Linked DNA regions of Mus musculus: all the other regions are linked to region 1. A link is a contact called in public HiChIP or PLAC-seq and promoter capture Hi-C data. All regions are on one chromosome and are shown on one strand. Each heading gives the region's core, a stretch centred on a gene start, on an enhancer-like site or on the middle of the called end of the contact. The rest is flanking DNA. Distances are from core to core; before and after follow the strand shown. Region 1 holds the start of Zfhx3 (zinc finger homeobox 3). Region 2 has its middle 210 kb from the start of Gm34675. Region 3 has its middle 190 kb from the start of Gm39242. Region 4 has its middle 230 kb from the start of Gm39242. Region 5 has its middle 100 kb from the start of Gm35145.

Evidence for each region. Promoter capture Hi-C pulls out the DNA fragments that hold promoters and counts their contacts. HiChIP or PLAC-seq counts read pairs in DNA pulled down with a chosen protein or histone mark.
Region 2: a contact with region 1 is called in an H3K27ac HiChIP or PLAC-seq map of stem cell-derived neural progenitor cells, with 4 times the contacts expected there. The contact joins the enhancer-like site here to the promoter of Zfhx3 in region 1. A contact is called at or near these places in 1 of 39 promoter capture datasets (hippocampal neurons), 1 of 484 Hi-C or Micro-C datasets (stem cell-derived motor neurons), 12 of 115 datasets of contacts at active chromatin or transcription factors (astrocytes, craniofacial prominence, differentiating embryonic stem cells and 9 more) and 1 of 9 other capture datasets (pancreatic islet).
Region 3: a contact with region 1 is called in an H3K4me3 HiChIP or PLAC-seq map of embryonic limb bud, with 7 times the contacts expected there. The contact joins the enhancer-like site here to the promoter of Zfhx3 in region 1. A contact is called at or near these places in 4 of 39 promoter capture datasets (cranial neural crest, frontonasal cranial neural crest, maxillary cranial neural crest and 1 more), 3 of 484 Hi-C or Micro-C datasets (embryonic fibroblasts and embryonic limb bud), 8 of 115 datasets of contacts at active chromatin or transcription factors (craniofacial prominence, differentiating embryonic stem cells, embryonic forebrain and 5 more) and 2 of 9 other capture datasets (embryonic tail and embryonic trunk).
Region 4: a promoter capture Hi-C map of second pharyngeal arch cranial neural crest shows a contact between it and region 1. The contact joins the enhancer-like site here to the promoter of Zfhx3 in region 1. A contact is called at or near these places in 4 of 39 promoter capture datasets (cranial neural crest, frontonasal cranial neural crest, maxillary cranial neural crest and 1 more) and 6 of 115 datasets of contacts at active chromatin or transcription factors (craniofacial prominence, embryonic forebrain, embryonic hindbrain and 3 more).
Region 5: an HNF4G HiChIP or PLAC-seq map of pancreatic cancer cells shows a contact between it and region 1. The contact joins the enhancer-like site here to the promoter of Zfhx3 in region 1. A contact is called at or near these places in 8 of 115 datasets of contacts at active chromatin or transcription factors (embryonic fibroblasts, embryonic forebrain, embryonic hindbrain and 5 more).

Annotation. Positions count from the first base shown.
Region 1 is chr8:108,712,733-108,716,901 of GRCm38.p6, reverse strand. It overlaps Zfhx3 (zinc finger homeobox 3), which reads right to left and starts at 2,258. Exons shown (of 10, transcript NM_007496.2): 1 at 1,572-2,258.
Region 2 is chr8:108,100,984-108,105,134 of GRCm38.p6, reverse strand. No RefSeq gene overlaps it. Among named protein-coding and RNA genes, the nearest start is that of Gm34675, 210 kb to the left of the region's middle. Within about 2 kb of position 2,469, at least 29 of the 459 cell types and tissues checked have an H3K27ac peak or open chromatin away from gene starts, as enhancers often do. A contact at or near this core is called in embryonic basal ganglia, embryonic forebrain and stem cell-derived neural progenitor cells, where this site is marked.
Region 3 is chr8:108,025,600-108,029,841 of GRCm38.p6, reverse strand. No RefSeq gene overlaps it. Among named protein-coding and RNA genes, the nearest start is that of Gm39242, 190 kb to the right of the region's middle. Within about 2 kb of position 2,146, at least 36 of the 459 cell types and tissues checked have an H3K27ac peak or open chromatin away from gene starts, as enhancers often do. A contact at or near this core is called in craniofacial prominence, embryonic limb bud, neural tube and 1 more, where this site is marked.
Region 4 is chr8:108,066,652-108,070,976 of GRCm38.p6, reverse strand. No RefSeq gene overlaps it. Among named protein-coding and RNA genes, the nearest start is that of Gm39242, 230 kb to the right of the region's middle. Within about 2 kb of position 2,081, at least 8 of the 459 cell types and tissues checked have an H3K27ac peak or open chromatin away from gene starts, as enhancers often do. A contact at or near this core is called in craniofacial prominence and second pharyngeal arch cranial neural crest, where this site is marked.
Region 5 is chr8:109,359,223-109,363,419 of GRCm38.p6, reverse strand. No RefSeq gene overlaps it. Among named protein-coding and RNA genes, the nearest start is that of Gm35145, 100 kb to the left of the region's middle. Within about 2 kb of position 2,314, at least 64 of the 459 cell types and tissues checked have an H3K27ac peak or open chromatin away from gene starts, as enhancers often do. A contact at or near this core is called in embryonic forebrain, forebrain, neural tube and 1 more, where this site is marked.

The DNA.
Region 1 (4,169 bases), core at 1,009-3,508:
TAACAAGAACCAGGCTTCCAACTCCCTACTGCAGTCTCTCTCTCTCTCTCCCTCTCTCTCTCTCTCTCTCTCTCTCCCTCCCTCTCTCTCTCGATCAGGTTACCTCCGAAGGTCTATGCTTTCCTATTTAATGCAGTCTGGGCCACAGCACTCCAGCCCAGCCCACTGGAACTCGTGATTTTTAGGGTTTCCCTTGAAACCTATCCAGAAACCACAGCCATTAAAAGAACATGAAGGTTTGACACCTCCTGAATTTAGGAATGAGGGGACTCTAGGGGCCAACTCTACAAACTGGGCACCTGCTGCCTGATGGCAAAGAAACAGTTACCCCCAGCTATGGGTGAGCTTCAAATTAGACTCTTATTTACTTAGTGACTCGTCACCAAAGATCTCAAAGCACGAAATGAAGTGAGATGAAGATGACGTGTAACTTCCTCACCATCTCTCTCCCAGGCTTAAGTCTGGTTTCCTTGCTGTGTCTTGATGCCGTACACCAAGCAGGCCCTGGCCTTCCCTGCCTTCCAGATGGGAAGCCTATATGCTCTGGGGTTTATATATCAGTGGCTCCAAGAGAGTCTTCAGAGGCTGATAAATGAGAAAATGCAAGGGGTGGAGGGTGGGGGGTGGGGTGCCCTCCTGGACTCACCTGCTCTCCGGTCACCTTTAAACCAGTTTAGCACACTGGGTACCACCACTAAGGCTGGCTGCTGAAACTCCCTTTGAGTGTGCCATGTGGGCTGTGGGCTCTCCCCTGAGGGTAAGATTTCCCATCACCATCATCATTACATAGGTACGCACAGGACAGAAAAGGCTGTTATCCAGAAAGCTTGTTTCTCTCTAAGCCTACAAAATGACTTTGAGTTGGATTTTGTTTTGGTTTTGTTTTTGGTTTTTTTGTTGTTATTTTTCTTGTTGCTACCCTAACTTGGATATCTCTCCTCTTTAAATGGAGTTTAAAAAAAAAATCTTACCTTTCCTTCGTACTTCCCGCCCCCCAAAATAAATGCTGTACCGGTTCTGGCAGAAGAACAAACCGAAATTAGAGAGCAGCCAGGCCAAGATGATCTCCATAGGTCCCGCCAGCTCTGCCCTGATTCTCTCTTTAATTACTCCCCAAACAGGCACATTCTTCACATTGCTGCAAACTGACCAGCGACTTCTAACACACTCTCACTCTCTCTCTCTCTTTCCTTCATAACCGCCCCCCCCCCCGGCAGCTGAAGGTGTGTTTTAGACCAAAGAATCCAAAGTTCTCAATGGCACCAGTACCCCCAAGTATTAACAAGGTAGGAACTAACCCAAAAGCAGGAGGAGGAGGAGGAGGAGGAGGTCGGGAAGGAAAAGCAAGAGGAGATAGGAGGAAGAACGTACTCTGGTGCCCAGCAGACTCTAAGCCACTCTCTCCCCAGGTAGGTTCCTCCTGGAGTCTAGGAGTTCAAGTGCATCCAAGCCTGCCCTTCCCCCACACGCCCCAAGAGAATGGGAAGTTCAGCCAAGACTCACTCGCAGCACCTGCCTCCAGCGCTAGGCCGGCTGCGAGCGGCGCGGCGGGGGAGGGAGGCTGCACTCACCTGGCACACAAAGCCTCCGTACACCTCAGGAGGAAGGAGGCACTCGGAGGTCCGGGGGCCACCACGCCGGGCAGCGCGACAACGGGAGATTCCAGTGGCAGCGGAGCCCCGAACTTACCCACCCCAGGCGGCATTCTCCCCACCTCCCGCTGCCCCCCGGGCTCGGCGGTGGCGCAGGCTAGGAGCGAGGGGCCTGGCGGCAGGGGCGGGGCGCGCATGGTGGCGGCCCGGGGCTGGCGATCTGCGGGCTGCCCCGGGGAGGGAGGTCCCCCAGGCGCGGCGGGGATTCACCCACGGGGCGCGGCGCTGCGTCCCGGTCCCCGTCCCGGCCTGCCCGCCTCTCTCCTCCTCCTGCGCCGCCCGCTCGCCCGCCCGCCCGCCCGGAATCGCTTTATGTAAATGAAGCTCAACTCGCAGTTTGCAGCGCGCACCGCCCGAGGAAGGGGGGCGGGCGGGGCGGGGGGCCTTCGGGGATCCACATTACACAGCAACAAAGCGGAAGGTTAATTTGAAACTCACAGCCCCGCAGCCTCTCGGCTCCCCGGGCAAAGCCTGACATCTACAGTCGCGCTGGGCGCAGGCCGGGCTGCTCGCGGTGGCCGCGCCCGCGCGCCTGCGGGGACCTGGGGACATAGACGCACAAACACACAGGAGCAGGGCCGGAGCTGCCGGGCCCGGGCTCCCAGCACCAGCCTTGGAGGCGGCCTGGGCCGCACTCGCCTGGGGACAGGAGCCTTGGCTGCCCTGGCCTGCACCAACCCAGGAACCGGCCCGGCAGGAACAAAGCCGCGTCCCCGCGAGGCACTGACCGCACCGCTCATCAAAAGTCAAAGGCCGGCCTGGAAGAAACGGACGCGCCTTCGGCCACCCCCAGTCTCTCCCCCAAAAGAGAAGAACAAGCAGTCGGGGCCTCCGAACCCTGATCCATCAGTCTCTGGGCCCTGTCCACGTCAGAGCCAGGCCACTCTAACATGGGGACTTTAGCCAATGTGGACAGGAATTTATTTGAAACACACACCCATCCTATTAACTGCTTCACAGAGCACTTCTGTTTTTCAGCTGCAGAAACTTACGAAAACATCCCCTACTCACTCACTCTCCATTGAGAGTTTAAGGACAGTTTCTAAGGAGAGGGGGAGAAGAGGAGAGCAAGAAACGACTAGAAAAGGCCAAGCAGCCTGGAACCACCCGCTGTCAGGATCAGGAGACTGCCCTTAGGAGCCACAGAGCATTTCAGACAGGGCAAGAAAGGTGGCCCGGCTCAAGACGATTCTACCACCAGGATCAAACCCAACGGGGCTACCTCGGCTGGTCACAGCGACAGCTGGGCACTTCTAGGTCTCCCAAGGTTCACCTTTGGCGTTCTGTTATGCAAAGGCAGGCCCCCTTGAAATCTCACCGGAAGGCTCCAGTCCTCTCAGACAGAATTCCACCCTCCTCCTAAATCTAGTCTTCATTCCCAGCATAGAAAGACACCTGCTTTTTCTCTTTCTGAAAACCAGCCACCCAGGCTGCCCCCGGCAGCCGCGAGTCTTTTCCTACTGCACAATAATGAACCATGCAAGTGTTAGAAATATAATAAGCTCACCCGGCGAAGAGCAGAATGTATGGAATCGTATTTGCATTAAACACACACTAACAGGGAGGAAAGGGGGAGGCTTGCTTGGTGAAAACTACAGGGCCCCAATGTAGGAAGCATTTTGGTACAATAGAATTCGGTTTCAAATCGATGTAAATACCTAACCTGTTGGGCGCAGTCTGTTACCCTGTCTATATTTTAGCACAAGAAAAAAAAAAAAGATTGCAATCGCCGTCTCCCTTCCCCCACCCCAAGCTAGGACCTTGGGAGAAAAGAGCTGCCTCTGGGGAATCATGTCTGATTAGGGACAAAGGAGGGCAGAGGCCAAATTTAGTCAAACTTGGGGAAGGGGGAGAGCAGGTCTGGGGGGGTTGGGGGAGGATGGGTTTTTGAGCCAGAGTATGGCCTCCATAGACCTGCTTCAGGCTGCCTGACCTCGGGCTCAAGAACAGGTGGTGTTTTCAAAACACACTGTTATTTATGTTAGCCACACGAGTCAGGAACACCTTAAAGAAAACCAATTAATAATTTAATTGAAAAAGTGGCAATGAATAATGCATAAAGACGAGGAGATAGGCAAGGTGGGGGGGGGGAGAATCTCCTCTCAGAAGATGACCCCCCCCTCCAGAAATCTCTTTGGGAAAACAGAGATTCCAGACCCTCAGCCCTCACCTGGAAGCTACAGGCTGAAGATGCAAAGCCAACAGGAAACTGCTTTCCACTCCTGGAAAACTGAATTTTGCAGCTTCCTCATGAGTTTTATTCACGGGACAGCCTCAGAATCTTGTAAGGAGGTGAGTATAGGTGGGGGCATGGGATACACATTTTGACAAAATGAAAGCTAGAAAGGGAAAAAAAAACACCCCACAAGACAGGATCTAAAGTAATGAGAGATCCTGAGGAGGGGGTGGCAGTAGAGGGCCTCTGCCTTGATCCTGCCTCTGTCCCAGGCCCTGGGTCAGGCCTTCTACACCTCAGAAGCCTGACAAGCAGAAAAAAGAATGACCCTGATCCCCTTT
Region 2 (4,151 bases), core at 1,220-3,719, 610 kb after region 1:
AAAGAGGTCCCTTGTTTTGCCTCCCTTCTCTGACAGAACTGGCTTTGCAGTGAGAGGCAGGCCTATGCCTGCCTCCCACTGCCTCCTGCCACAGGCTCAGGGTCTGCTCTGTCCTGTTGAGTAACTGGGTATCAAACAAGCGTAATTGACAGCTCCCCCCACCCCTGCCTCCCTCTCAGAACAGCAGTTCCCCAGGAGCCGCCTTGTACAACCTCAAACACTTTATTACTGGTCAATTTGGGTTTCCTGCCCACTTTAAGTGGCCGTGCTGAGGGTCTCCAACTCTCTCTAGCCCTCACTGATCAATATTAACAGTCACTTCTCTGCTACTCAGCAAGGCCAGGGACTGGCTGTAAATTACCACATTGCCGGCTCATTCTACTGAGAGAAATGTCGTCATTCAAAAGTTAGGGCTAATTGTGAACAGTGTCTCTTTTCCCGCTTCTCAGGACCGCCGTCAGAGATGGAATCAGAAGAGAATGCAAGGCTTGTCCACTTAGGGTTTGTTTAACCTTAGCTGACTCCGCCCATCCCCACAGACGCCTTCTCTGCCTGGTTATTTCTCTACTTCAGTCCAAACATTTCTAGTTCCCCAACACACAGAGACTAACCTCCAGAAAAGTCAGAAAAACTGTCATCCAGTAAGGATGCTAAAAACATGGGTTTATAGTCAATGAGTTATAGGTATGTAAAAATGAAACAATGGGGGTAGGGGTCAGGATTCCATTTTAACCAATTATTGGCTACAGTTTCCTTAGTAATCTTTGTTTATGAGGTAAAAGTCTAACAAGAAGCTAACGATGAGGGTTGTTTATAAGCAAATAAGCACACAGAGGCTCTCTGAATGTAAATCTTTGAACCTGGCAGGGGGAAGAAAGAAAGAAAGAAAGAAAGAAAGAAAGAAAGAAAGAAAGAAGGAAGGAAGGAAGGAAGGAAGGAAGGAAGGAAGGAAGGAAGGAAGGAAGGAAGGAAGGAAGGAAGGAAGGAAAGAAAGAAAGAAAGAAAGAAAGAGATCTGCTCCTGCAGGCAGCTGACTCTGCCTGTGGAAAGGGAAAAGAAAATAAAAAGAAAGCAAGACAGCCACCAAGAGCGGACCTTCTGCAGTGAGGGTGACGAAACACTACTGAGGGGTCCTCCTGGAACAAGGCTGAGTGGAGAGACAGCCTAGACACCCATGCTGTGGCTCTCCATGTGGAAGAAAGACCAAAGTGCGTGCACGGTGGAGGGAGAGAGGGAGGCGAAATAACGGGGCTGATGGACAGGAACAATAATTATTTTCAGACCCAAGAGGGCCTTTCTCCTGCAAAGATGGATTAAGTGTGTCACCACGTCGGCTGGCTTGTTTTTCTGTTGCTGCGGTGTGCGCGGCCACAGGAAGCTCCCCCAAAAGAGCTGGTGCTGAGGCTGAAGTGAGAGCTAATGACACCTGTGTGTGCACGGGCTCTAGAGCAACTCAGGACTGCATCCTCCAGGAAGCCCTGGTCTCACACACATCCCGGGGAGAGACTGATTGACAGACACCTGTCAACCACTCAAAACCATCAAGATCTTAAAACGGAAGTTCTGCTGTCTCTCTCTCCATCCGTAGGCTCTGCTGTTGGAGGTGGAAAGGCAGAAGTGTGGTGAGGCCTGGTCTTGAGGCCTACAGATTCCCTGGGAGGTGCCCTGGGCATCCTTTTCTTCCTTCATCTGTGAGGCTAAGCTTAGGTGTCACTCGTGGTATGGCTTTTAAACAACAGTTCTTGGGTGCCCCCACTGATTATCAACCCCTAGGACCATGCTCAGTTTCCAGGCAACCCTCAACGCCTCTCTACTTCCTCGGGAAGCAAAGGCCAACTTCCCGTGGGCCTTTTCCTTAGAAGGTCATCAGTAAATATTCTGAACCCAAATCCAGGCCACTGAAGACTCTGGTCCACCCTTTGCCTTCTGCCCAAGTTGTACCGGAAAATCACCTCCACAGTGGCTTTCTTTGTGTCTTCACATACATTATGAGCCCTCTGTGACTTAATCTGGGGAACCTGCCTATGTCTCATTAACTACTTTGTGCCCACTAGAGGCTTCTTTGAGTGAGGAAATCCTGTGGTCAGAATAGAAGGGGTGGCTGGTTACTCGTGGACAGTTGTCCCGATTTAAGGGTCTGTCCCTGCTCTAGAAACATTCTCCTTATGGAAGAGAAACAGAGCAAGCCACAGCTTAGAATCAGGGTACATACTCTTCCTTCTTAGCTTTATCTCACCCTGGGATTTTTTTTTTCTCCTTTGTTCCACCCTAGAATGGCAAGATGAGCTATCTGGGACTCTTCCAGACCATCCTATAAAACACAGCTCAGTTCATAGCCCTGTTCTGGGCAGCAGGGCACCACCAGTAGCCGTCAGGGCTGTTTCTATTGCGTATGGTACTGCCTAGGGTTATTCCCCACCAACAGGGGCTCATCAGATGTTCAGATCCCCCGGGCTGTACTTATCTGCAAGGACTGGCCCACCAGCCTGGTGACAGGCTAATCTCCAGGCTCAGGGCCCCGAATGAGAATTAGACACCAGCCGCCCCATGCTCTCTTTTGTTTAGAAGAGAGAGAGAGAGAGAGAGAGAGAGAGAGAGAGAGAGAGAGAGAGAGAGAAATAAAATCCTCGATCATTTAGTACAAGTCATTTTACATGCTGGGATAATGAAGTATAAAAATGCCTTCAAAGAACTGATTTCCTACTTTTAAGTCACTGCCAGCCACACTCTTTGTGAGGCCTCTCTGGAACATGCATTTCCGTCCCACTCAAACAAAAGAGCTACGAATTCATTAAACTCTTTAATTATGCCTTCTTATTTTTTCTCTGTTAGCAAGTGCTACCAGCACAAAGTAAATAAAGCCACCGTGGTCTCTCCCCTCTGCAGACACTAACTGTTTTTATTCTTTATTCCGTTTACGATATAAAGGGGCTATTTTTCCCCTCCCTTCTCCTATTCTTGGCCAGTTTCCTAGGACGAGCCCTGCAAAGAGAAGTGCCTAACTATGTATGCAGAGTCTGAAGCCAGTAAAGGAGCGTTGGGCATTGCAAGCACATACCCTAGCCAGCTTTCAAAGTACCCGCAGCCCACAGCAGCCAAACAGGACTTTACAGCCAGGCGCGGAAAAGATATTAGCTTTTTTTTTTTTTTTATACTCTAGTAAATTTGCTTTTTACATCTATTTCTTTTCAGAAGGGCTTGTTATTGAGCTGACTGTCCACAAATTCCATTGATCTCAGGCTGTGACTCAATCCATATGCTCGCGCTTTGACACCGGCACAGCAAGCGAGCCGTACAAATCCTGTTCAGGCTACAAACTTATTGATTTTATAGATTTCCCCCAAAGTTGTGATAATGATATATCATTGTTAAATTTGGTAGAACAAACTGCTTTCCCAATCTGTCAATGCGAGCATGAAAACCAATTCACAGCCTTGTTTAGAAGGCTTTCGCATCCAAGAATAAGTACAGCTAGAGGAAGCAGATCACCGATACCCAGCGACTGGCACCAGCGTGATGTATGATACCTTCCTTGCTGCCCTTTTCTGACCCACAGCACACTGGGCTGCCAGACTTGTACTCACTGGCTACAATTATCCGCAGCGATTCCTCCCCGGGATGTGCAGTATTAATTATTAACTACCGGGAGCAAGCTGCTTGGGTGACCCACATCGGTAGGTTTTAAAAGACAATTTTGGTAATTTTAATATGGGATGCGGATGCACTTGGATAGATTAGCATCCTGGAATTATTGACTCTAGTGGGTCAATTTCTTTATCCCTCTGCCTTTGCTTTCTCACGCTCCGTCTTTAAGAAGGATGGCGGCTGCATCCAGCAGGGGGCAGACATCAGTCATTTCCCTTGGAAAGGACTCATCTTCCCATCCTGCCAAAGCCTGGGTTAGAAGACTCCACCTCCCTCAACCGTATCATCTCCTTTCCTATCAGAGGATGGCTATACCTTGGAGTCTGAGTGGCTTGGTAGGATTGCTTGGACCTTGTTTACCCCAAGGTATTTCTAAATGCACACCCTCTAATATCACAACCTTCCCAACCACCCTCCAAAACACCAGGTCTTCCCATTCACCTTCCAACTTCTCTCTAGTTCTTTAATTCATCAAAGTATCTATTTAAGTCATCTCTACATGCATA
Region 3 (4,242 bases), core at 897-3,396, 690 kb after region 1:
AGTGGTAAACTATTAAGAGATGGGTGCTCATGGTCCTACCACATGACACCAAATCTGACCTGAAAAATTATGTGCATCATTTCTCCTCCCACTCGGCCCTCAAAAGATAGTCCACGTAGCGCCATCTTTATTCTAGTGTGCTAACTCCAGAGACCCTGGACACCTTCTGTGATATCATTCTGCCCTTGCATAAACTTAACCCGCAATATAATCTCGGTGACCCTATTCTGCACCAAAAGTTTGTTTCCTGGAGTGTTAAACCTCACTCAAGAGAAGAACATACAACCAGTGATCTACAAGTTGACTTGGCAAGTGTTACACACCAACAATGTGCCACAGAAATTGTGACTTTCCTTTGCAAACTGGGAAAGAGATTTTGCATCAACTTCTTCTGAGAGACGGTGCTGAAGGTGACCCATGATCCCCACAGGAATAGAGCGGCTTCCAGAAAGGATCTTTTGGAGCTAATCTTCCATGCTTATGAGTATTTTCAACTGAGCCTGAAGGATTTCTGAACTTGAGGCCAAGTGTATTGGCTGGTAGTTCTCAAACCCAGAAAGTTTTAGCACTGTTCCATTCACAGATCTTCTGGCCCCTTAAGTTTGACATAGGCAGAGAATTTACATCCCTTTTAAAATATGTTTTCCTAAATTAAAACATTTTTTGTGTGTATGCATATGTGGATATCTTCCTCTATGATCTTCTACCTTATTCTCCTTAGCTGGTATCTGTCACTGAACCTGTAGATTGCCACTTTCAACTGTGTTGGCTTACTGACTGCCAAGCCCCAGAAATGAACCTTCTGTGTGTAGACAAGCGCATGGGCACACACACACCAGCACTAAGGTTAGAGGCATGTGTAGCCATATCCCAGCTTCTTACACAAATGCTGGATATCTAAACTAAGGCCCTCATGCTCAGACAGCAAGTATTCTTACTCACTGAGCGATCTTCCCTTCCTGGGGATTCATACTTTCAACAAAGCCCACTCTGGTGGTGTGCAGATCATGCTTGGGAACGCCTTGCTCGCATCTTGCAAGTACCAGTTAGTGAGAACAAAAGAGTAGGTAGGTGCTCTAAACAGTGTGAGATTCTAAATCATTGTCTTTAGTGGCGGGAGAGGGGGGCGCTTGGGAGGGCGGGGGAGGCTTTCAAAGCACCAGGCAGGCAGTCACTGGAGCTCCCAGAACCCTGGTAATGTGATCAGCATGCATTTAGCTTGCAAACCATCTCGTTTACAGATGGACAAATGCCAGGCGATAAATCAGTGGCAGGGCCCACATAAAAAAAAAACCAAAATTCCAGGCTCCCTAATACCACCATCCAGGTGTGTGCTGACCTATGTCGGCCAATGGGCCATTCTTCATAATATTAAATAATAGCATGTGCTGCCTGCAGGTGATTTTGAGTGGCATCGTGATATATCCCACCGGCATCACAAAAGCAGATGGCTTTCATAGCCATAGATACTCAAGATCTGCTCTATCTATGTACCCACCTTTATTTCAGGCCATTAAAGGGGGCCTCAAGAAATGTAACATCAATATGGGGGGGGGGAAGGCTTCTCTTTCCTGGAGGAGAACAGGGGGTGACCATGTGAGCACAGTGCCATCTCAATAAGCACGCCAAGAAAAATCCCACGGAAATATCTGGGCGGCAATAAACGTGATCTTATCTCAACACTGAAATGGAAAAAGGAGCTGGTCCCCCTAAATCACAGGAGTAATGTGCGGTGGAAAAAGAAAAGGACAACTGTGGACAAACTCAGAGAAGAAAGTTTTATTAATTCTAAATATGCCTTTCCCCCACTGGGTTTACACTAGCATTCCCCCTAATGGGATCCAGATGTTCCGCCAGCCTGGAAGTAGCTACCTAGGAGAAAACAGTAGCTCGCCTCCTTTAAGTTAAAAGGGCGAAATCGTGGCGCTACAGGCTGATTTACAGTTTAGTTCAATCAGCGCCCACAGCACGGAGGGATGGAGAACTGTGGACCGTGGATGAAGGCGAAAGCCCGCCTTGGAAAAGGCTGGCGGCTCAAGAGTTAATGCCAACCTTTCCTGTGAATGCAGCCCTCTGTGTAGTAGCTAATGAAGGTAATGAAATATGACATGTAGTTTGGCCCTTGACCATGGAGTGCACCCCCCGCCCCTCGGCGCTGCGAACAAAGCCAAAACAGATGTAGCGACTTCTGTATGGTTTGGGGTTGGCGTCTGTTACACAGACCAGGTGACCCGCACATTCCCAGAATGTTCACTTCTGACACACGCGGCATTATCTGAGAAGATGCTGCCTTTGTCTGTGAAGTGCGAAGGGGAAGCGAGAGACGGAGGGGTGCAGCTGAGGGGGTGGGGGCAGGGGTGGGGACGGGGTGAGGGTGGAAGCTGAGCTTCCAGGGATGTTCAGCCAAACTCCTGCCCTCTATGCCCTGGTTCTCCTCATTCACTGTGAACTGGAAAAACAACAACAACAACAAATTCTTTCTTGGAGGCAAGGGGGTAGCCTGGCAAATGTGGAATTTGCAGAAAATCTCCTCCGTGCCTTTACTTCTCTCTCCAAAGCAAGGCCCAGGGAATGAGACCCAGGGATGGGAACTAATTGCTGAAGCTACTTGGGCTGGTCACTCTAGTACAAGGACAGAGCAGCCAGCCACTCCTCAGCAAAGGCCGTCCGTATGTCCATATTTCAGGTTTCGTATTTCAGGTTCCCATGCAGACCAAATGGCCGAAATAAAAGCACAGTTCTGGTGACTAAAACCACAGCGCTGGGCTCTGAGGAAATACTAATTGTAGTTGTCATGCTGTCTGGCTTCTTCACTCTTGAGGACCACTGGATAAGGTGGCTGTGTGATGTTTCCCCCACCCCCCCAAGGGATCTTAAGTAATTTTTTTTTTAAAGAACATATCATCAAATCTTGGCCTAAATATAGCATCTTTGTTGGTTTCCCCCCACCCCCAAAGGGATCAGACCTTTGGCAAAGTTAGAGAGAAAGAGAGGAACAGGGAGAAAGAAGAGGAGGGGGAGCCTTGGCAAGTGGGAGCCTGTTCCCAATGTTATTTATTATCTTCAGCAGACACTGACATGTGGCTTTTGAAAGCGGATACTGTACCTTTAACCTTGACTCCAAAAGCATGCTTAATCTGTGATGCAAACCGAGGTTCCAAACTGGAGAGCCTTGGGGTAGTGGCTGGGGGGTGGGGGTGGGGGGGCGGGGGATGGGGGTGTGGCTAGATTTATTTATGAGGCGCGTGGAAAATTTTGACATCACAAGCTATGGCCATTATTCACATGTTACATGACACAAGATTGGCCCTTTTAACGCAGCAACATCACATAAAAATATGATTTTTGTCCTGTGACGGCAGGCTGATCATATAGTGCTCACCTACCTACCCAATGAAATGTAATCTCTTTAGGTCAAAGGCCCCAAGAAAGTGATTCAACTGGGTGGCTCCAGTCTTCCATCAGACTCTAGGAAAACTAAATTCGGATGAGGCTCGATGAGGAACTCAAATTGTAGGAGGGTGTGGATAGATCGCTGAATGGAACAGAGAACATTCTGGAACAGCCCACGAGGCTATCACAGGGCCCTCTCAGCACAGCTCTCCACAGTTGCTCACTGATATAGATCTCATTACAGATGGTTGTGAGCCACCATGTGGTTGCTGGGATTTGAACTCTGGACCTTCGGGTGCTCTTACCCACTGAGCCATCTCACCAGCCCAATGCCAGACTTCTAAATTCTTTTTTTTTTTTCTTTTCTTCAATGGGAAGGTTGGGAGCCAGATAACCCAGGCAGATGCAATAAGAACCCCCAAATGCTAAAAGGTTACATGGCACTGCTGTCCACACAGCAGTGTGTCAGTAAATTTTCCTTCTGTCACAGAAGCACCATTAGGTCATAAGCATCGGTAGGTTGTCACTACTGTACCTCAACAACCACACCCAGGGTTCAGGGCCAACTTCTATAGGGAAGGGATATAGGGAAGGAATTGGTGGGGACCCCAAGAGGCTCCCAATTTTACAAAGCATTCACTAAGATACACTTCAGCCCAAATCCCAACCATGCAAAAGCACACTGCTAATTAAGAAACCAAGAAAAAAAAATCAGGGATAGAGAATAAAAGACATTCAACACTTTCATGTGGCAAAGTCCCCTACTCAAAACGTTCTTCTTCCCATAATTGTATTTATGACACATGGCAATCCTGGTGTAGGTATATGAAGCCCACATTGCAGTTGAGA
Region 4 (4,325 bases), core at 832-3,331, 650 kb after region 1:
TAGAGCGATCTGTATAACATTCTATCTACGGATTCGTAGGACCCACTTTGAGTTATTGCTTCAAAATCTACTTGAGAAAATTTAAAATCCAAAATTTCACGGCGAGGAACTCTCCATCAGAGAAATGAGAAGTAATGGAAGGCACATTTTAAATTGCCCCCCCCATCCCCCATCCCAGGAAAAGTATTTTTAAAAAATTTAGACATTCGCAATTTAGTTAGGCAACTCAGAAAATACAAAATACAAAATTAAGAAACTCCTGTCATGCTGTGTAGAAGTGAACGCTTCTGTTCTCTCTCAGCATTTCCTCCAGGCTTCACCCTACGGTTACCTAGCAACAGCCAGGTGTGCCTGACTCACTATAAAAGGGGCTGCTTGCGCCCTTTCCCCCTCTCTTTCTATCTCTATCTCTCTGCCTTCCTCTGTCTCTACTCCTTCAACTCCCCTCCCCATGCCCTGAATAAACTCTATTCTACATTATACCATCATGTAGCTCATCTCTCAGGGGGAAGGGATGCCTCAGCATGGACTCACAGAGGAACCCCCTCCTCCCACACCATACCCCACCTTCACCAAACATACCCCTTCTTCTCTTTCTTTTTGTAAAACACAACACTCCCTGATGTGACTGCCTCTACTCTCTGAGTACCTCAATTGCCTATCAACTTAGATTGGTTTCACTAACACTATACTTTAGATCATCCCTTCCAAAGCCAGCTCATCAATAATACGTCGTAATGTTTTGCCTTCCTGGTTTTACACCCAAGGCCTGTTTCCACCCCCAATCACTCTACTGTTCACTGCGTATAGAGCTTAGAGACGTCTTCCTTCACACGAAGCCATCGTCCCTCCCTGTTCTTCCCCATCACTTTCCTTCAGCTTAGTAAAGTCTTCCCAGCATCTCAACCTATACTCAACCCAGCCCAGCCATCCCAGCTTCTAGCTCACCCCACTCCCACGTGGTTCCCTAGCTTGCCTTTCAAAAACACACACTGGATCATAAATAAAATGCAAGTACCTTTGTTCAGAAGGCATATTACCTGGAATCTTTCCCTCACTCGCTTTTCTAAATCATCCCTAGTTCTAACATCTCAAATACATTCCCTCCATCCTATTAGATGATTCACCACTTCTCATGTTCATGCTGTGCTTTTATCTAGCTGTGCTCTCTGGACCCTCATTGCTTGGACTGGCCGCCGAACCCCCTTCATGCTCCAGGGCCCAGCCTAAGAACATCCCCGGGTGTATTAGAACTCCCTTCCTGAACCCCTTGAAATAATGTCACCCAACTATTAGTCCCTCCCTCACTGGGAGCCACGCAATGCACATAGCTTCTGTGGTGCTTTTCCATAATGCTCAGATGTCTTTATTGCGTTATTAATTAATACCTAGCTTTAATTGTGTTATTATAAAATACAATTTGAAGCTTTCAAAAAGAGGCGTATGGTGATAGAATAAAGTGAAAAGGAAAGTGTCAGTATGGTTAAAACAAACCAGGCAAACCTAACGAATCACAAGCTTTGTGGGAAACATGAGACGGTCCTAGAGAAAGCGTGGCAATCTCAAGCCAAACGCCGTGGGTACAGGCAGTCCGTACCATCTTGGTCTTCCCATGCAGTGTGGGTAAATGCAAAGAACAAGTTAAAGGAAGAAATGTGAAGTTCCATTCAGACAACAGTAAATGATTCTACTAGAAAGGACGCCTGGATTGTCCTGAACAGCAACATATGTGAACGTGGGCCACATTGCTCACACAACAGTGGGGGGTTTCATTAAACCAATGGGAAGAAACCATCTACTGGGCTTGCTGCAACATACCTAACTAACCTCAAGGACGGTGAACACGCCAGTGCCTGAGCATTGCATTCGTCCATCCAGCCGTTCGTCTATTCCACCGAGAACATTCCCCTTTGCAGGGTGAGGGGATGTACCTTACCTCTGAGACGCAACTGCACAGGAAGGAACTCAACAGCAGCAAGGAAGAAACCAGTGGAGACTGACAGCTTCCTCTGGGCTGGTGGGTTGCGTTTGAAGAGCCCTAGATGGTGACAAAGCACATCCAACCCACGCCCAGCAGTGAAAGGAAACTGAACTGTGAAAGTGTGGGGTGGAAGAGGTTGGGGTGCAGCGTCTGCAGACACCCAGCTCCACTCTACCAACTTTATTAAGAATCAAGAAAGCGAGGGGGAAGATCTTATTACTATTATCATGATAATGGCGTTTGCAGATGACACTAAACTGGGAGGTGTTCTAAGAGCAGCTAAGACTGGCACACAATGCCACAGCCGGAGTGTGGCTCTCAGAGAGACGTCAAAATTCACACAATGAAGCATCAAATGCGGCAGCTCCACTCCGTCTGGGGATGAATATGCTTAAAGGTGGCATCAGACTTGAATGGGATTCCTAGATGGCAGGGAAGGTTAAAACCTGGAGAACAACATAGGACTGGGAGGGAAGAGCGGAGAAAGAGTCTTCCTTCAGTACTTCTCAGAGACAGTACTATTTTTGAGCCAGGCACACGGGCATCCCCAGCCGGGACTCCAAGAGTCAGCCCCTCTGCCTCGGCACTGAGACCAGTACTGGAATGCTGCAGGCAATTAGGGGTAATGCGATGCCTCGGTGGGAATTTCGAAGAGAAAAGAAAAACAAATCAAAGGGAGTGAAATATGAGGAAAGACACAGGCGATAAAATGCACATAATTTGACTAAATAACAACCTAAGGGACCAAGATAACCATCTACATAGCTTGAGAATCCAAAATGGGGGGTGGGGGTGGGGGGCTCGAGGTTGACTGGCCTGGGCGGTAATCCTAAAGAGTGCATTGAGTCGCATCCATTTGAAAACTTGAGAGAAAGGCAACATTTTGGATCCATTTAATCAAAGCGGGGATAGGGGGTGGGGGGACTCTGGCGGGGGGGAAAACTCAGACCTGGGTTTCCAGAAATTATGCATGACTCAAAACCATTTTTCAAATTGTGTGGACAACTTCTGGAAGAAACCCAAAGGCCACTGGAATGGGGGCTTCGAATCTAGAGCTGCAAAACCACCCATTCATTGGCAGAAAAGTCCGGAGGGGCATTTAATGACAAGGAGGGCTATGTGCCTACGCTGTACTTGACAGTGCCGATAAGGTTTTGAACAACAACAAATTATACAAATATAGCAGTAAAATAGATTAGAGAGCTTTGAGCAGAAAAGGCACTATTTAATGGAAAACCATTGAAAGGTTTTAAGTAAGCAACATAATGCACTGTGCTTTTAAAAACATGGAATCAACACCCCCAGTCAGTGGGCAACATTGTGCAGCAGCTTTCACGTGTCCAATCCTTGTCCCCATAGGACTCGAGACTTCAATCCATGTATGACTATGCATGTGTGTATATAGAGGGCAGTGCATACGGACATACTCATATACATATCTTAGCATATATTTTATTTTAAATAAATATTTTAAGAACAAAGAGGCTGGGAGACGGGTCAGCCAGTCGCGTGTTTGCCTCAGTAGCACAAGCACCTGATTCTGGCTCCCGGGATCCACATTTTAAAAGCTGGCTATGGTAGTACATGCTCATTTGTAAGCATCTCCCCGTGCTGGGGAGATGCAGAGCTAGGGCTCGGAGACCAGCTAGCCTGGCCTCCTGAGTGAATTCCAGGTTAGTGAGAGGCAGCTCTCAAAAGAAAAAGAGATGGACTACAGCCAAGAAACAACACCTGTGGTTGCCCTCTCTTTGAGACACACACATGCACACACCTGCAGACACATGAACACAAATGCATGCACAGACATACACATTTTTAAATATTTAATAATGCTTTATATTTTATAGTCACAGTGTCTCACCTTTAGAAAATGGAACCAGGAGTCAGAACACAGAGTAAGCTGTCTTCTGAGGATACTGGCTTCTTAAGCCCCTAATCTCAAGGCCCTGAGCCTCCACCTGCCTTTGAGCCCTTCTTTAGCTCGAAGATCCTCTGTGTCACAGACACCTGCCATCACGTCCATAGACTCACTGTCCCAGTGTTGGACTGTCACTGGACCTGGAATATCTATACATTTATAGGCTCATCTTCTAAGAAACTTCCAAAAGACCCCCTGTACAAATACCAATTAGTATGGGATCACAAGTCTAAGACATGAATTCTAGTGGCCATATCCAAACCAAAGCAAGGTAATGTCACCACCAAGGGACATTTACACGCACACCCCCACACACACACAAACACACATTCGGTACCTTAGGAAATGCACATCGTTAGGAAATACATACAGAAAATATGAAACTAACAAACATCTAGTCTCGTCTCTGACTAGCCATATGTCAGC
Region 5 (4,197 bases), core at 1,065-3,564, 650 kb before region 1:
ACTCTGTCAGAAGGTTGGACAACCCTGCTAGGAGTTGATGAAATACCGTGGAGACAGCCCTGGGGGTGATTTCAGCATGTTTGAGGAAACACAGCAAAGAACAAAACCCAACCCAACCAACTGACTGACCAAAAGAAAAAGAAAACCAAAACCCGACGAAACTGAAAAAATAAAGCTCCCAAAAAGCAAAGCAAAACCAAGAGAGGATGAGAAAAACTAATGACGAGAAGTAGAACTGTCTGTCCACTCGCTACACTCTGGCCCACTTTGTGCTGTAAGGCGCTGGTCACTCAAAAGTGGAGGTTGCAGGATTCCAGACCTCCAGAAACTATTCAAACAAACAAGAGATGCAGAAATGGCGATGAAGGAAGGGCTCAGCACTTGCCCTGCACTGATACACCAGCGATGTAGAAGTTCAGTGTCCCCAGGGAGTCCCCCGCACCATCCACCGAAGACTTGGGACTAGGCATGCTTCCAAGTCCACAGGAGGCCCCTGAAGGCCAGGCAGTGAGCTGCCAAAGTGAGGACTATTCGTGTATCTTTCTCTTCTCTCTTGGATTGCCTCATCTCCAAAATGACTGCCCTGCTGAAAATGAATAAAGGGCCAACTTACTCACAAATCTGGGACATAGTTTTAAGCCGAATCCTGCTCTTCCTAGAAGAAATGTATATTGGGGTGTGTGTGGGGGTGCAGTATAACATTACTTAGGACCTGGGAAAGAATAGAACCAGCAGCAAGCCAATAAATTCACTCACAGGTTAGGAAATTCTCATTACTTTGAAATCAGCTCCATCCTTCAGATCTTGACTATCAGGCAGATTTTTTTTCCCCTCCATTTTAGTGAACTTGCTAGAAAAAAAAAGAAATGCTGTGATTTCAAAAACCAACATATGGCTTGATCCTTTACGGAGAGCTAAGGGCAATTTACATCTGTTACCCTTATATAATTTCTTCCAAATTTTCCTTCTCGGGCAATGGAGGCAGCTCAGTTGGTGAAGTGCTGACCAGATTCTCATTCGTCTCTACCAACCATGCAGACGAGCACTGCTTAGCTGGCTGGCCAGAAGAGCTCAGAAGCAGCTCTGCAGATTGTGTGTCTAAATATTTTAAAAAATTAAAAACGAAATGGTTGGCGTGAAGCACATTCTGACTTCAAACTCTGATAAATATCTATCTTCCCAACAGCCTGGAAGGCCACGTTCTAGTAGGAACCTTTAGACTGTAGACTGTAAGAGGCCCAGAGGGGTAGTTAGCAGGTCCCAGACTGTAAATCCTTCCTTTCCCTTACCCTAGTCTTATCTCTTGCTGTGAATGTTTTTACACACTTGTCAAGGACGCTGCTTACACACCTAACATCCCTCCCCACTTCTGTACACAGTTATTATCTTGTCCCCCTTGGCTCCTAGTCCAGCTTTCTGATGCAGACCAAAAGGGTGGTCTCAGAGAAGACTCCTGTACAGGCCCTAGGGGCAAGCTTGAAAGTCAAGAGTCCTAGAGAATGAAATGTGGTTTGGAAGTGGAGAGGGTCTTAGCAGTGAGTGGATTCCCCACCTTTCTTGATCCAAGGGCTCCTTATACAATGTGGAAGCATGAGGCAGGGCTGGGTCACAGCTCTCTAAGATGGAGTCCAGAACAGGGGCCCCGAGGCTCTTCCTCCTGACTCTGTACTCTGCTGTTGCCAGTGTGGAGAGTATGTGCAAACTCTCTTAAATCTAAGAGCTTCAGTTTCCTGGGCTATAGAAGGGATCATAAAGTGGCTACGGATGTCACTATACATGCTGGTAAAGAAGTATAAATATATTTAATACTGTGTGGGAGAACGCTCTATAAAGATATCATTTCCTAGTCATGAGTTATTCTTGCGCTATTTTTCTTCCCATTTTTACCATGTACTAAATCAAAGGGCAACACGGCTGCTGACCGCGCACACATTTCCATGTTCTCATGGACATATAATCAAAAAAAAAAAAAAAAAAAAAAAAAAAAGCAAAAATGGAGGTATGATGACAATCGAGGTGGGAGTTAATAAATACCGCTTAGATTTTATTTTCCCCAAACCTGATGATTCTTCCAGGGCCAGGTTCATTTCCTGAAGCCTGTGGAGGTGCGCTAATTTGCATAAGTGATCTAGGCTCCCGTATGGATGTTGTGTAAGGGACATTACTCTTCTGCTACCAGGCGGGATGACTGTCGTATTATTCAGGAAGCCGAATGAAATCTCATCGGCTCAGCAGGCAGAGAATAGCAGCGTACCTTTGTGGCGGAGGCAGACAGCGGAATGAGCGGGGTGTGCCCGGGAATGAATCACGCCATGAGCCTCTGCATCCATAAAAATGAGGCTGATCTCGGGTCAGGCGGGCGGGTGATGTGTCACAGAGGCAGGTTAAACTGACTCGACCCTCTGGCTGGCTGATTTGAAGCTGACAAAAGGGGCCGTGCTGTGGCTCTGGGCTCTGAATCTCTTTCTATTGTCTCAGGCCATTTTGAACTAGGAAAATTTCTGGATGTTTCCCCCCCGCCCCGCTCTTAGGATTTTTTTTTCCTTCTTCTCTAATAAAATCCGTTTTATTCCTATTTGCACAGAAATTCAAATCAGTTTTATTCTTGGGGTAAGTATTTTGGAAAGTTGCAGGGGCTGTATATTTACATACATCCCCCCCCCCTTTTTTTTAAATCTTGCTAAACAGAACAAATCTGTCCTATTTCTGCTTTTGCTTTTCAAAAGCAATTACTACCCTGCCATTTCTAGACATTCGGGCAGAAGAGACTGCCTTGATTACCCATCCGTCCGTGTCCCTCCCCCTTTCGGCTTCTGCACTGCTAGGGAAGGATTCAATTAAATGAGGTGTCAGCAGAGTTACAATGGTTTCAGGTCATAGACGGCGGGGGGCGGGGGGGGAGCTGCAGAGCCCTCCACAGCTGCCCCATGTATGTAAATGTATACATTTATGTGAGGGTTGTCACTTGCGGGACTTTCTCCTCCAGCTCTTCCCTGATCAAAGGTGATTGCTCAGGCAATCACTGCAAGGAAAGATTGAGCCAGGGCCCCACGTTCTTGTGCTGTTGGGGTTTAATTGTTTGGAATAATGGTACGTGGGTGTCTCTCTTTTGCACAGGCACACACAAAATTTTGCAAATGGCTGTGCCAGCACACAGAGGATAGCCTTGTAGGAAAAGATCCACTTGCCCCTTCCATCCTTAAGAATTACATGTACACAGTGCTATCTGCGACAGAAGGCAGTCACCAGCAATCGCAGCAAAAGCAACGTGGCAGCTCACATTAAAGTTACATTTTTGGAAAAGATTCGACATTTTTATTTTCATACAAATAGTTTATACAGAGAAACAGCTACAGTTTTAAAAAAAATGGGAAAAGGATACAGGAGAAGCCACAGCAACAAAACACACAGATTCCCTAAACTGTTCCTGTTGTTAGGTTTGTCCTTCTGTGTACAACCACGGAAATCCCAGGTCTCTGTGCAAACACTTCATGTGAAAAAAAAAAAAAAAACCTCTCAGATCCATTTTGCTTTGTGTAGACGGCTACAAGGACACCCTGAGTAGTCTACCCTCTTCACAGCATTCTAGGCGATTCTGTTTTTGTTCTCGTATGACACAGGCGTGAAGAGGTATTTTAACTTGCACCAACAAATGTAATGAGAGATCCTCAATGCAGAAAATTCGATCTCGCTCCATAATTCTGTGTCTGGGAGCCAGCCCGACACTCCCGTCATGGGCTCTGGCGAGTCCTTGGTCACACACAGAACACAGGCTCTGCACTTCTGCGCTCATTTCAGCCTCCCGAGGCCTGTCAAATTTTAATTATTATTATTATTATTTGGATTAATTGGTTCCTTCTTGGGTGAAAGAGAGAACGGTGGGTGGACCTCCCTCCCTGCTGCTACATCAGCGCTGCAAAGCAGGCACCGTGGCTTTGTGTGAGAGCCACTCTGTTTTTCTTTTGTGGACTGTTAAAGTCACAGGCGTGAAATGCAGCTTCTCTTTCTAGCACAGCTAAGAGTCCACACAGCTTTGACAAAGAGACGACTTGAGATTTTTTTTTTCTCGTTGCTATGAATTCCAAATTTTTGAAAAAATTATTTTCTGAGGTTTTCAGAAGTTATAAACAAAAGGCAACTTATTCTAGAAGGTTGGGGACATGCGTGGCCGCGCAGAAGGGCGTCGTGAGTATGGGA